Regions from separate parts of the Mus musculus genome. Here region 2 is linked to region 1. Evidence: chromatin contacts called from public HiChIP or PLAC-seq data. All regions are on one chromosome and are shown on one strand. The core of a region is the stretch at or near the end of the contact, and the rest is flanking DNA. Distances in the headings are between cores, read along the strand shown.

What was found. HiChIP or PLAC-seq counts read pairs in DNA pulled down with a chosen protein or histone mark.
Region 2: a contact with region 1 is called in an H3K27ac HiChIP or PLAC-seq map of the HPC-7 cell line, with 6 times the contacts expected there. The contact joins two enhancer-like sites. A contact is called at or near these places in 1 of 15 datasets of contacts at CTCF or cohesin (the NIH/3T3 cell line), 4 of 484 Hi-C or Micro-C datasets (bone marrow-derived macrophages, embryonic fibroblasts, macrophages and 1 more), 6 of 115 datasets of contacts at active chromatin or transcription factors (CD8 T cells, the HPC-7 cell line, bone marrow-derived macrophages and 3 more) and 3 of 9 other capture datasets (adipose tissue, liver and pancreatic islet).

What each region holds. Positions count from the first base shown.
Region 1 is chr7:80,422,683-80,429,778 of GRCm38.p6, reverse strand. It overlaps the pseudogene Gm15544. Among named protein-coding and RNA genes, the nearest start is that of Gm44851, 22 kb to the right of the region's middle. Within about 2 kb of position 3,223, at least 69 of the 459 cell types and tissues checked have an H3K27ac peak or open chromatin away from gene starts, as enhancers often do. A contact at or near this core is called in the HPC-7 cell line, where this site is marked.
Region 2 is chr7:80,512,293-80,519,388 of GRCm38.p6, reverse strand. It overlaps Blm (Bloom syndrome, RecQ like helicase), which reads left to right. Exons shown (of 22, transcript NM_001042527.2): 2 at 4,699-4,800; 3 at 5,895-6,610. The coding sequence starts at 4,703. Among named protein-coding and RNA genes, the nearest start is that of Blm, 19 kb to the left of the region's middle. Within about 2 kb of position 4,583, at least 12 of the 459 cell types and tissues checked have an H3K27ac peak or open chromatin away from gene starts, as enhancers often do. A contact at or near this core is called in the HPC-7 cell line, where this site is marked.

The sequences.
Region 1 (7,096 bases), core at 1,974-4,473:
AGACTCGAAGAAAATGGATGTGGCAGAGATCCTCTTGACATCAAACATGTAGCCGTGGGTGAGATGGCCCCCATCGGGCAGGTCCAATCCCATGATTCCATCATGAGGCTGCAGAAGGGCCGTATAGGCAGCCAGATTGGCTGGGAACCCTGAGTATGGCTAGACATTGACTCCCCCACTCTGTGGGATGCAGGTCAAAAGCTTCGCTGGCAGAGCAGCTCCATCTCGTCCACCACTTCCACTCCTCCGCAGTATCTCTTGCCTCGGTCACCCTCCGGGTACTTGTGGTTGAGACAGGACCCCAAAGCCTCCAGCGCAGCTCTGCTGCAGAAGTTCTCTGAGTCGATGAGCTCCAGGCCGAGGACACCGTCTGTCCTTCTCCCTCCAAAGGAGCCCCCACATCTCAGGGTCACTGTCGGATAAACTCTCCTGGCCTGTCCAGCCTCCAGCTGCTTCCCCAGCCTGAGTCTGGGCCACCTTGCTATGCTGGACCTGGGGAAGCCATGCAGACCAGCTGACCACAACTCTGCAGAGGATGAGTGGTCTGAAAGCAAAGAGAAGGGTACCATCGCTACTGGAGGCCACAGGAGGACCAGCCACTAAGTCTGTATCAGTGTAGTGCCGGGGTCGAAAACCTAAGTAAATAAATCTTTTTTTTTTTAAAGAAAAAAATTGTGGGCTGGTGAGATGGCTTAGTGGGAAAGAGCACCCGACTGCTCTTCCGAAGGTCTGGAGTTCAAATCCCAACAACCACATGGTGGCTCACAACCATCCGTAACAAGATCTGACTCCCTCTTCTGGAGTGTCTGAAGACAGCTACAGTATACTTACATATAATAAATAAATAAATCTAAAAAAAAAAAAAGAAAAAAAAGAAAAAAATTGTTTTTTGTTTTTTTCGAGACAGGGTTTCTCTGTGTAGCCCTGGCTGTCCTGGAACTCACTCTGTAGACCAGGCTGGCCTCGAACTCAGAAATCCGCCTGCCTCTGCCTCTCACGTGCTGGGATTAAGGCGTGAGCCACCATGCCCAGCAAAATTTTTTTCATAGTGATCAGAATTCTCCCTTCCCCGACTCCTCCCAGATCCTCCCCACCCACCTGGTTCCATGCACCTTCTCTCTCTGTTTAGAAAACAAGCCGGGAAGTGTTGGCAAAAATGAAAGAAAGAAAGAAAGAAAGAAAGAAAGAAAGAAAGAAAGAAAGAAAGAAAGAAAGAGGAAGAAAAGAAAGGAAAGAAAGAAAGAAAGAAAGAAAGAAAGAAAAGGAAGGAAGGAAGGACAAAACAAACAAAACCAGATTTAAACAAACAAGCAAACAAAAAAAAAAAGATGCAAAAGACCAGTAAGAGAAAAGGGCGCCCAGATGAAGCACTATAGACAAAAAAGCTACAAAAACACCCATTGCGTTCACTTTGTGTTGACCATCTACTGGGGTACGGGCCTGCCCTTACACATAGTTAAGACACCCAATGAGACTCCATTGGGGAAAAGTAAGTTTTCCTTTGCAAGGTATTACTTGCAGAGAGTGTCTTGGTTAGGGGTGGGGGGAGTCCGTGTCCACTCTGCCTGTCAGTGCTGGGACCCTGTCTGTCTTGAACCCGTGCAGGTCCTGTGCATGCTGCCACTATCTTTGTGAGTTCCTCTCTGCATCAGTTCTATTGAGTCGAGAGACTGTTCCCTTGGAGTCACTCAGCCCCTCTAACTCTCACAACCTTTCTGCCTCTTCTTCTGCATAGCTTCCTGAGCCCTGAGGGGAGGGCTTTGATGAAGACATTCATTGCGGACCCAGTGTTCTGCACATTGTCCAGTTGCGAGTCTCTGTGTTAGTTCCCATCTACTGCAACAGGAAGCTTCTGTGAGGGTTGAATAAGCGCTGTGAGACTTCAAGTAAGTGGCCACAGGCCACTTCCCCAATTGGGCCTGGGGTAGCAGGTGGAGGATTAGAACTGACCAGCCATTGAGCTAGAGGGCATTTCAAAAATAAGTGTGTGTGTGTGTGTGTGTGTGTGTGTGTGTGTGTGTGTGTGTTTCATTCGTGGATCCAAAGAGTTCCTGGACTGGGCAGGTAACTGGAGGCGCGAGACCCTCCTGGAGCACAAAGCAGAGTAGCTGAAAACTCCGGCTATACTGTCACCAGGCTACACTGTCACCAGGTTCTTGGCCAGGTGAGCTGTGTCAGACAAGACGTGGGTTCTATCTCATCGGGTGGGCCTTAAGTTCAAGCAGAGAGTGATTGGTTACTGCCAACATTTGTGTCAGTCACAAATTGCACCGACATAGCTTGCAAGTAGGTCACCATTGTAGATCACGGGGTTTGTAACTGAGTTGGTGGTTATCTGTCTCCTCTGGCAGCATGCAGAGCACCTTCCAATGCCATGAACACTAGTCAGTAGGAGCAAGGCTCTAATTAGGTGCCAGCTCAACTCCTCTATGTCCTTTGAGATATGGAAGTGTTGTCGTCAGTAATTAGGCCTTACCGTCGGTTTGTAGAGTGCAACCTACAGCCTTGGCAATAGCCTGAGATGGTTGGGGTTTTCATGGGGTCTTGGCCAATGACTCAACAAGATATAACCCATTCCCAGCACTGGAGACTTCACTTGGTGGCAAATGACATGGGGAGGGGGTAATTGTCTCTCCTGTTATTTGGCGACTCTGTTTCTTTCACATATGTATTATAGGAAGTTTCCACAGTAGCAGGGTTCCATATGACCTCAAACACCCCTTAGTGTTAGTTGTCCCTCCCCAGACTCCCTCCCTTACCCCCATCTTCCATCCCTCTCCCCACTGAGTCTCACTTTGTAGACTTGGCTGTCCTTGAGCTCATGGTGATCCTCCTGCCTCAGCTTCCTAAGTGTTGTGCTGACAGGCATGCATGACAACACCTGGCTTAGTTGGTTTTCTCCTGTTCCATTTCTTTGTTTGCGTCTTCCCAGTCCTTCTGCTATTTTGACACAGGCAATGCCACTCTATTCTGAATAATGGAAGCCACCCCTCCTTTATTTCAGATACAGGGTTACGATGTCCCCTCCCCGTCTTCCCTGTCCTCTTGGTGAGCTTTGCCTAACCTGTGCACAAGGTAAACTCACTGAACCCAGCAGATCGTGGGGTGTGGTGACTCAGGCCAGTAAGGCCTGCACTTGGAGAGCAGAGGCAGACAGATCAGCCTCAGCCACAGAGCGAGCTCAGGACCAGCTTGGGTCAGACAAGCAGCCGCCTGAGTCAGAGAGAAAAAGGAAGCCACGTGCCTGTTGCCAATTGCACCACTACTACCCAGGGACCGGGAACTGTCACTTGCTGAGTTCCTGCTTCTGTTTGTATTGTTGCACATGACCCTTGGCAACCGAAGGAGGCCATGGAAGGAGGAAGAGGAGGAGGAGGAAGAGGAGGGAAAGGAAGAAGAGGAGGAGGAGGAGAAACTATTCAGGAGAAGTCACTGACCCAGGCCTTAGAGCTGGCAAGTGATCCCGCAATCAGACCTAGTGCAAGGCCCTAAGAGAACTGCATCCAGCTGATGTGGCAGTAGGCATTTTATAAAGACTTCCTTTCCTTCCTTTTTTGAGACAGGGTCTTGAAGTGGAAACTTAAGGGTTCTTTGGAAAGTTAGTTGGACGGTGTTTTGCTGGATCAAACACATGAAGGGGTGTTTTCCAGAAGTGGACACAGGTGTGAAAGGCTAAGGCAGACTCATGAAGGAACATTGTGCTGAAGCAGACACAGGAGAGAGGATGCTCTGCTAAAGCAAGCACGTGAAAGGAGGAGTGATGAAGCATGATGGAGTCTTTGCTAACAGCACGCATGCATTGCTCTGCCTTACACTGAGCAGTTGAGCTACATTTGCTGGGACACCAAAGAGAGAAACCACGGAAAAATTTTTGGTGGTGTGCTGCAGTTTGTTGCTGCTTCTGCAGACTTGGGCTGATTGGATGGACGTGCTGAGGCAAGACATGTGGAAGACGTGATGTTTGGAGGTATAAATAGGACTCCATGGTGACAGAGACAGCTTGGCTTGCTGGGACAGCTAGCAGTGCAATGCTTGTGGCTCTTGCATCTTCAATGATCTTCACTTCCCTGAGAGATGCACAGACGAGAGCTTCTCTGGGGGTTCCTGTTGGTTCCTCCTCTTGACTCAAGCCTAGGCTAAGGCCTGGCTGTCTCTGCTAGGTTGTGTCACCACTGTTGCTAACCCGACCTACTGAACCGGACTGCTGGTGTATCTGTGAGGTGTTTGTGAGTGGATGGAGCTGTCACTACTGACTCTGGGAACTGAACTGCTGATTTCCAGACAATACAGATGGGAGTTGCTCCCAAGATCCTTTCTAAACAGGTCCACTTCCCCCACCCCCACCCCCACACACCATATCCTTTTTTTCCCACTACCTCTGGTGGGTGGTGGCTTACAAGGAAGGTTAAAGTGTTTAAGAACCACCATTAAAAATAGGATTTGAAACAATTAAAGTTACAAGGTCTCACTGTGTAACCCTAGCTGGCTACCCTCAAAGTTACAGAGATTGCCTTTCAAGGGCTGGGATTAAAGGTGTGTGCTACCAGGCCAGGTACCAAGGTCATGAAAAGCTAGGCTGGGGTTACTGTCACCACACTGACTTATTTCCCCCTGAAACAAGGTTTTTTTCTCTGTGTAGCCCTGGGTGTCTTGGAACTCACTCTGTAGATCAGGCTGACCTCAAAGTCATAGAGATCCACCTGCCTCTGCCTCCTGAGTGCTGGGATTAAAGGTGTGCGCCACCATAGTTGGCTAGGTGCTGTACTCCTCATTTTTTTGGTGTATGGTATAGGTGCTTTTCCATGCATTTACGTCTGTGCAGCTCATGAATACATACCCAAGGTGGCCAGAAGAGGGCACCCGATCGCCTGGAACTGGAGTTACAGAAGGGCATTAATCTCTGCCTTGGAGCTAGGAACCAACACCTGGCTCTGGAAGAGCAGCCAGTTCTCTTAACCCCTAAGCTATCTCTCCAGTCTCTTCTGGACATCGTTAAGTGGCATCGCCCACCATATCCTCTTCCATGGCTTTCCTGTCTCAGCAGATCACCCTACCATCCCTGCATTTAGCTCCAAATCAAGGAGTCATCTTTGGTTCTGAGTTTGGCTTGTTTTACCCATGTCCAAGCCTCCACTGAATCCTGTCCAGTCTACCTACAGCCACACACACCTACCATTTGCATTCAGGGCTGCCCACTGCTCAGCTGGATCCTGCAGCAGTCACCAAGTGGACACCTGGCCCTTTGGTCTTGGCCTCTGCTGGCCACAGCATCCCTCCCACCGTTCGTCCTTGTAGTGTCTTCCAGGGAAGCTGGGCATGGTGGCACAGTCTCAAAATCTTAGCACTCCCACTAGCAGAGTGGCTAAGCAGACAACACCCCCCCCGCCCCATCACTAAACCTGACAATCTGAGTTCAATCCTCAGAACCCACAAAGTGGAAAGAGAAAGCTTCCTGGAGGTTGTTTCACACAAGCACCACCGTGGGGCCTGCATGCATGTATATGCACGAAGACACATAGTAGTTAATTAATAATAATAAAAAAAATAGAATTGCAACCCTTGAGACATAAAGGCCAAAGGATTGAAAGTTCAAGGCCATCCTGGGCCACATGCAACCCTGCCTCAAAACCAACCAAACAGGGGGTTGGATAGCTTCGTGGTTCAGAGCTATTGCAGAGGACTGGAATTTGCTTCCCAGTCCCCACAGGTTAGCTCATGAACACCATAATAACTCCAGTCGCAGGTGATCCCGTGCTCTCTGACTTCCAAGAGCAATAGGCACACACACAGTGCACATACATACATGCAGGCAAGTGCTCACACACCCACACACACAAATCTTTTAAAATTTAATTTAAAACAAAGCCAGTGAGCTGGCTCAGAGCTCAGAGTGTGAGTGGGGTGATAAAAGCACAGATCCCATGTAAAGACAGGAGAAAGCAGCTCCAGATGTTCTCTGACCTCAGTATGTACGCTGTGGCATCCACCGTCCCACGATGCACACACAATCATACAGAGTTAATCATATAGAACTCATATATATATATATTAGGATATTCAAGACAGAGTTTTTCTGTGTAGCCTGACTGTCCTGGAACTCACTCTGCAGACCAGGCTGACCTCAAACTCAGAGATCTGCCTGCCTCTGCCTCTGCCTCCTGAGAACTAGGGCTAAAGGAGTGTGCCACCCCCCCCCACCCCCGCCCAGTTTGTAAATAACATTTAACAATAAATGAATACAAGATAAAGGGATAGTAGGGAAGATTTTAGGAAACTTTTAGGAAACAATGGCCAAATGGCAACAAAAGGATTTTAATCCCCCAGGGGAGGCTTCTGTTTTCTTTTGACCCGCCCTCCGGAAGGGGAGTAATCCAGGCTCCTGTTCACCAAGAAGCAGACAGGCAGGTGCCACTGCGCCCCATTAGCCACCATAATCTTTTAAAGACGCTAAGGCTGGAAGCTCAGGCATCAGGCTATGAAGAGAAGCCAGGGGGGAGGGGCACAGCCAGGGAACACGCCAACAGGAGGCTTTGCCATATGACAGAGGCAATGCCAACCACCAGGAGAAGACAGGCTCCTTATAATGGGCAAGAGCTGATCCATCCGGGGAGGATAAAATTAGCTCACTCCCAACTCCAGGTGGGTTCGGGGCTCACAGATGAAGAACGGAAGCTTAACTCGGAGAGGAAAATATAGGAGAATGTTTTTACGATCTCCCGGCAAGAAATAATCTTTTAAAAGTAAACTGGAAACTTGCTGCCCGCACTAGGAAAGGCAAGCGCTTTCTGAGTGCGCAGCTAGATAAGATTTGGTAAAGTAAACGCAGCTGAGCACCCATCCGACCACGTGACCGGCACCTCCCTCAGTCCCCTCGCTGACAGGGGTTAAGTTAGGGTAGGTTTGTCGATGGAGCTTAGCAGGAAGGCTCCTGCCTATCATGGTCAAGGTCCTGGGTTCAATCCCAAACACCTTCCTTCCCCACACCACCAAAAAAAAGAAGAGAAATCCTAGTGCTTGGGAGGTAGATGCAGGAGGGTCAGGAGTTCAAGGTCCTGCTTGGCTATGTAGGGGAGTTCAAGGCTAGCTTGGGGTACAG
Region 2 (7,096 bases), core at 3,334-5,833, 88 kb before region 1:
TTTACAGGTGTCTTTGGAGTGCCACACAGAACAACTAAACAAATAAATACTAAAAAGTCAAAGGGATATACGATAGCTCAGACTCAGCATTGGGGGGTGGGGGAGCAGAGGTAAGCCAATCTCTGTGAGTTCAAAGACATAGAGACCTTGTCTCAAAAAAAAAAAAATAATAATAAGGGTGAAAGGGGAGACTTAAAAAGTATTTCCCTTTTTATCAAATGTGAGTGAAAGTTGGTCTGTTGTTTTTCCTAATATTCCTAAAAATGTTCTTTTCTATAGTTCTCAAAAAAATTGGTATTCTTGTTTGTTGCTTTCATTTCATTGACCTTCTTTCTTCTTTCCTCCTTCCTTTCTTTCTTCCTCCTTCTTTTCTTTCTTCCTTCCTTCCTTCCTTCCTTCCTTCCTTCTTTTCTTTCTTTCTTATCCACTCGAAGAATTTAGACTTTCTTTTTCAATTGGCCTAATTTTATAAGATTACCTCTTAGGACTCTGACTGAGGAGGCCAAGGCTGCAGAATCTTGATATTAAGGTCAATTTGAAAAATTTAGTGTGCCCCTGTCTCAAAATCAAAGTTTTAAAAGGGATAAGAATGTAGCTTAGTGACAGAGCACTTACCTAGAGTATGTGAAGCCCTACAAAATTCAGTGTTACAGGATATTTGATCACTCTGTGAACCCCAAGATTGTGTTGTTTACTGGAAAAAACCTGTCTCTAGTAGTGGTGTGGCTCAGCCTTAGCACACACTTTAATCACAAACAATGAAGGTAACATATGCTAGTTTGTAAAAGGAAGCACCATATTTGAAAGTGATGTCTGAGTGGCAGACAAAGTGATGAAACAGAGAAAGATTTGACAGAATAAGATATGCTCAACTCTCATGAGGACAGAGAGAAAAGAGAGGCTACTTAAGAGAGCAACACAGAGAGAAAGGAGGAAGGAGGCAGTTTTACCCGGAGAGTTTTCAGAGGCAGGTAGAAGAGAGAACAAGCAAAACATAGACCATAGACGAAGACAGAATGCACCAAAGAATGAGAAGTAGCCAGAAGATTAGAACAGATTGCTAGAGTTAGTTTGAGGCCGAGCAGAGCAATTCAGTCAGAGGCAGAGAAAGGTCAGATTAAATCAGTCAGTTTAGCTGGGCGCGGTGGCGCACGCCTTTAATCCCAGCACTCGGGAGGCAGAGGCAGGCAGATTTCTGAGTTCGAGGCCAGCCTGGTCTACAGAGTGAGTTCCAGGACAGCCAGGGCTACACAGAAACCCTGTCTCGGAAAAAAAAAAAATCAGTCAGCTTGGAGAGGATTTTGAGTCAAGTCAGCTGATTTGAACCAGACATACAGAGTTCAGAAAGAACAAGAAAGGGTGAGCTTATTCAACAGTAAGTCTCTCAAAGAATGAAAACCTGGCTAGAAGTTTCCAGGACTAGGCCTAGGTTAGCAGAAGGAGACAGTTCTTGGAGTCAACAATTAATTCAGGCAAATAAAAGATAAATTTACACCTCAGTACCATCAAAAGTAAAAAACTACCCCAGAATATCATGACCTGATAGGCTCCCTCTGTTTCTGATTTCAAAATCTCAGTGTCAAGACATAGTTCAAATAAGATGCCTTTAATCATTTATTCTTTTCTTTTTGGAGATAGGGTTTCCCTGTGTAGACTATGCTGATTTTGAGCTCACTATATAGCTCAGGCTGGCCTCAGACATCAGTGATCTCCCTGCCTCAGCCTCCCAAGTGCTGGAATTGCAAGTGTGAGCTGCCATGCCTGGCTTGTACTTGTTCAGTAAAGTTGGATGAACAAGTAATGGATTTTCTTGTAAATTTGGACAGATATTATACTTTAGTGTAATCTCATATTCTCTGTAAAACTGTATAGTTAAATGACCACTCTCTACCTGTCTCTGTTCCCAAGTTTTCCAGTTTGTTTGATTCACTACTTTTACTTTTTTTCTTTTTGAGACTGTGCCTCATTCGGTAGCATAATTTTCTTCACACATGAGCTGGGTTCCACATACCCTGTGTTTCATTACTTTACATATGTGTGCATATATGCTCTGCACTCAACTTAGCGTTTGCTTACTCATGTTCTTTTAAAATATCATAACTTTTATTTTTCCATATAAAAGATATTTTTAACCACTCCCCAAATTGTGCTTGTGATTGATACCTCATTTGTCTGAAACAAATTCCATTGGCCAAGCATGAAACATTCATAAGGGTTCTGAAATGCCATACTGTCATGGACTGAAACATACTGACTGTGCTTTATTTTTTGGCTTCATACTAGTACTTGGAAAAAAGAGGTCACTCTTAGAGATAATGAATGATTCATTCTTTAGACTCTCCGTGTGCGTGTGTGTGTATACACGTATGTACCACCCTGCACATGTGACAGAGAACAGCCTTGGGTGTGAGTCTTTGCTCCTTCCTTGTTTGAGACAGAGTCTCTTCATTGTTGTCCGCTCTCTATCCTAGGCTTGCTGACTCGCAAGCTTCCAGAGATTCTCCTATCTGCTTACTATAGAAGCACCAAGATTACAGATACACACTATACATGTATTTTAGTTTCAGACTCAGGTCCTCACACTGAGTTTACCTACTGAGCTATCTCCCCAGACCTGATTTATTATTTTGAAACTAATAAGAAAATTCCAGTTACTGAATTAAAAAATTATGACTCAATTTAAATATCACCGTTTTCAGAAATGGACTTCTAGAACAGTGTAGTGTGACCCATCTAATATTATTAATCCTTCCTCCAAATATGTATATGGTATAAAACAAAAGTGTATTATAAAAGTAAAGTGATAAACTGGGTATGGTAGCGTTTGCCTGTAATCCCAGCACTGGACACAGGAAGTTCATGAGTCTGAGGTCAGCCAAGGTTATATAGTGAGACCTTGTGTATTAGTCAGGATTTATGTGTATATATGTATATATGTCTCTCTGTGTGTGTGTGTGTGTGTGTGTGTGTGTGTGTGTGTGTGTGTGTGTGTGTGTATGGATTTATTAGAATGACTTACTGACTGTGGTCCAGCTAATCCAACAATGGCTCTCTAACCAACAGAAGCTCCAGGAAACCCAGTAGTTCTCAGTCCATAAGGCTGGCTATCTCAGTTGATCTTTTTAGTGCACACTGAAATCCTGAAGACATACACTCTAATGCCAGTAAAGGAACTGACTAGCCAGTGAGAGCAAGTAAGGAAAGAATAAGCTTCCCTTTTCATGTCCTTTATATAGGCTGCCAGCAGAAGGGTTAGCTCAGATTCAAGGTGTATTTTCCAACCTCAAAGATCCAGATTAAAAGTAGCTTTTCCCATTTCAAATTACTTAATAAAAGAATCTCTTACAGGTGTGCCCAGCCATTTGAGTTTCAGTGAATTCCAGATGTAGCCATCACAAGTCCATCCCTTACCCACTTGACATAATTATATCTCCTTGTGTCCTGCTTAATTTCCAAATGAAAACAACAACCAGATCATAATTACACCTAACACGATATAATGATCCTACACACAATCACAAAATTCATTATATATTTAACCAAGTTATAATTACACCTAAAATGATAAAACTACTTCACATACAACCACAAACACTTCTTACTCATTCTTCTATTGCCATGAAGAGACACCAGGGAGGCTTGCTTACAGTCTCAGAGGCTTAGTCCACTATCATTATAGTAGGGAGCATAGCAGCGCACAGGCAGACATGGTCCTGGAGAAGGAGCCAAGAGCTCTACATTGGATCCTCAGGCAGCAGGAACCTGTATCCTCTAACAAGGCCTCACCCCCTAATCCTTCTAATTCTATCAGAGTCCCCTCCCTGGTGATATATATGAGCCTGTGGGAGCCATTCTTAGTTAAACCTCGTATCAGGAGAAAACAGGGGCCCATAAAGTGGTTGAGTAGAAGGGCTTCCTCTACAAGCCAAGGACCAGGAAAGATGGACACAGAGTTGCCCTATGACCTCCATATCTGTGAGTGACAGGTGTACTACTCCCCAGTGCACACACGCACATGCACACTAATAGTAAATTTTGTTTTAAATCCAAGTTGAGTGGGAAAGAGGATTTATAATTCATCTGAAATAACTTTTTAAAAACTCTTTATAGATCACAGCTGTCTGTCTTTAGCTCAGTGGTTTCAAGGTGGCTTGAGCTGCGCTTTATCTGGGTGAAAGTGAACCAGTGCAGCAAGTGTTACACAGGGATATAAATGTGTGTGGCAGACTGCCGTGGACTGGGGGCGACTGGAGCATGGCTCTGGCTGGTCAGCCTTTGCACTCGCCTGTGGGAGGCCTGTCTTTACTGGACCTTTAGTTTTGCACAGAGAATTCACGTCCTGGCTGTCCCCCGGGTTCCTAGTTTGCTTTGATCATTACTCCCTCTCATTCCCTATGTGCCCTCCAAGCCTAGGCCAGGCTGTGCTGATTTTAGCATCTGTTGAAGAAAAGAGGAAAACAGGCCATTTTGCTATTCAAGTAAATCTCTAGTTAAAAAATGTGTGTTTTAAATGCCACCAGATGTAAATGTTAAAGCAATCTGTTGACAGGAGGAGGAGGAGGAAGGGGGGCAGCAAAAGTGTGTTACTCTGGGCACATCTGGAATGATGTGGCGGTTTAAGTCTTTTACCTCCTCAGTAAATATGCTGAATGATACTAAATGCCTAACTCCATTAATGGTTGCCCTCTTCCTTTTTAGGATCATGGCTGCTGTTCCTCTGAACAATCTACAAGAACAACTACAGCGACACTCAGCCAGAAAACTTAATAATCAACCCAGCCTTTCAAAACCAAAATCTTTGTAAGTATGTTCATTCTCATGTAGAAGACAGCTCAGGTGTCATACAATGGAGCTCTCGCCTTTCACCTCTGTGGAGTCTGGGATAGGGTCCCATGCATAGCCCCTGCTGACTTTGATCTCACTCCAGTCCACACTTGCCTCACACTTGCCACAGTCCTCCCTCAGCCGTGTCTGTGCTCAGATCACCACCACACCAGGCTTCCTCCAGCTCTCTCATTTCACAGAGGAAATGAGGAGCCCAGTGGTTTTCCCCGTTGCAAGTTAATAGTAGAGCCTGTGCTAGCAGAGCTGAGTGTGATTGTTCTAGCTTTACACAGGTCCTGGCACGTACTTGTTCAGTAAAGTTGGATGGACAAGTAATGGATTTTCTTGTCAATTTGGACAGATATTATGCTTTAGTGTAACCTCATATTCTCTGTAAAACTGTATAGTTAAATGACCACTCTCTAGTTCTGTGTCTCCTGCAAGCTAAGCCCCAAGTTGCTAAGATATCTAATAATACACTGTACTTAGGTTGTGCCCTCACCAGATAGCAAGCACTGCTCCATGCCTGCAGATTTAAAGTTACTTCAACTTCAGTCACTAATGTCAGCAGACAGCCTCTGCCTCATGTGTCCTTCAGATCTTAGCAGCTTTTCTAAAACTCCTTTCTCCCTTAAACATTTTTTTTGTCACAGTAGAAAATTCCACTCTGAGTCTGTCTGTCTGTCTCTCAACACATCCTGTCTTTTGCTTCTGAAGGGACTATTAAGGACCTCCAGCCTGAGAAATAAAGTGTAGGAGTGGCCTGGGAACTCTCAGTGCCCAGTAACTAGCCTCTGAATGGAAAGGATTAGAGCGACCAAATGTTTTTAAGTACCTGGTGAATTTTCAAAACCACAGAGTGACAGATTCTATGCTCAATACAATTAACGTGACTTGCACTTGAAATGTTTTATAGGAGAATGAATTTGTTAAAATGGAAATGAGTCCATCAGGGCCTGGGATTATAAGTTATGATAGAATGCTTGCTTAGCATAAATGAGGCCCTGGGTTCAGTCCTCAGCATCAGAAACAAATGAATTCACTAACTGAGTTTTTCCATTATTTTTCAGAGGTTTTACTTTTAAAAAGAAAACATCAGAGGGTGATGTGTCTGTCACTAGTGTGTCCGTAGTAAAAACACCTGCGTTAAGTGATAAAGATGTGAACGTGTCTGAGGCCTTTTCATTCACTGAGTCTCCACTCCACAAACCAAAGCAGCAGGCAAAGATTGAAGGCTTCTTTAAACATTTCCCTGGAAGGCAGCAAAGCAAGGGGACCTGCTCTGAGCCGTCACTGCCGGCCACGGTACAGACTGCTCAGGACACTTTGTGCACTACCCCCAAAACCCCCACTGCGAAGAAACTGCCCGTGGCTGTTTTCAAGAAATTAGAATTTAGTTCTTCTGCAGACTCCCTCAGTGACTGGGCTGATATGGATGACTTTGATATGTCAGCATCAGATGCGTTTGCTTCACTGGCTAAAAATCCTGCCACAAGAGTAAGCACCGCTCAGAAAATGAAAAAGACTAAGAGAAACTTCTTTAAACCACCACCTCGTAAAGCCAATGCAGTAAAGACTGACTTGACTCCTCCCTCCCCCGAATGCCTGCAAGTGGATTTAACGAAGGAATCGGAGGAGGAGGAGGAGGAGGAGGAGGAGGCGGAGGGGGCGGACTGCCTGAGCAGGGATGTGATCTGCATTGACAATGATTCTGCTTCTGAAGAGCTCACGGAGAAAGACACGCAGGAAAGCCAGTCTTTGAAAGCTCACTTGGGAGCTGAAAGAGGTAGCCATCATCTCATCTTCGTTTCAGTGCTTTCTAATCTAAAGCTGAGCACTGGGAGCAGCGGTACACAGGACAGTTGTGTCCTTGAGGGTCTTACTCTCTGCTCTGCTGGGCTTAGTTCTGTGACTTTAGACATGAAGAAGGTCGGTCCGCAGAGGTTGAGGTGGAAAGGGAGACAAGCCTTCCCATGTGTAATGTCTTAGTGGCTTGCCACCACAGTGCACATGCAGTCCTGACGGTAACACCCGATCATCCTGTTGACTGCAGTCGTGTGTCACTTAATAACAAGGATGTGTTCTGAGAACACTACATCCTGAGGCCCTGTCAGGCAGACATAGTGCACTTGCTTAACCAGATGGCAGAGCTGACCACACACCTCGGCTAGATGGCTTGCCTCCTGCCTGGAGGCTCCAAACCACACATCTGCGAGTACTGTAGTTGTCTGCAGTACAATGAAATACATTTGTGTCCACATAGCTCTAGATA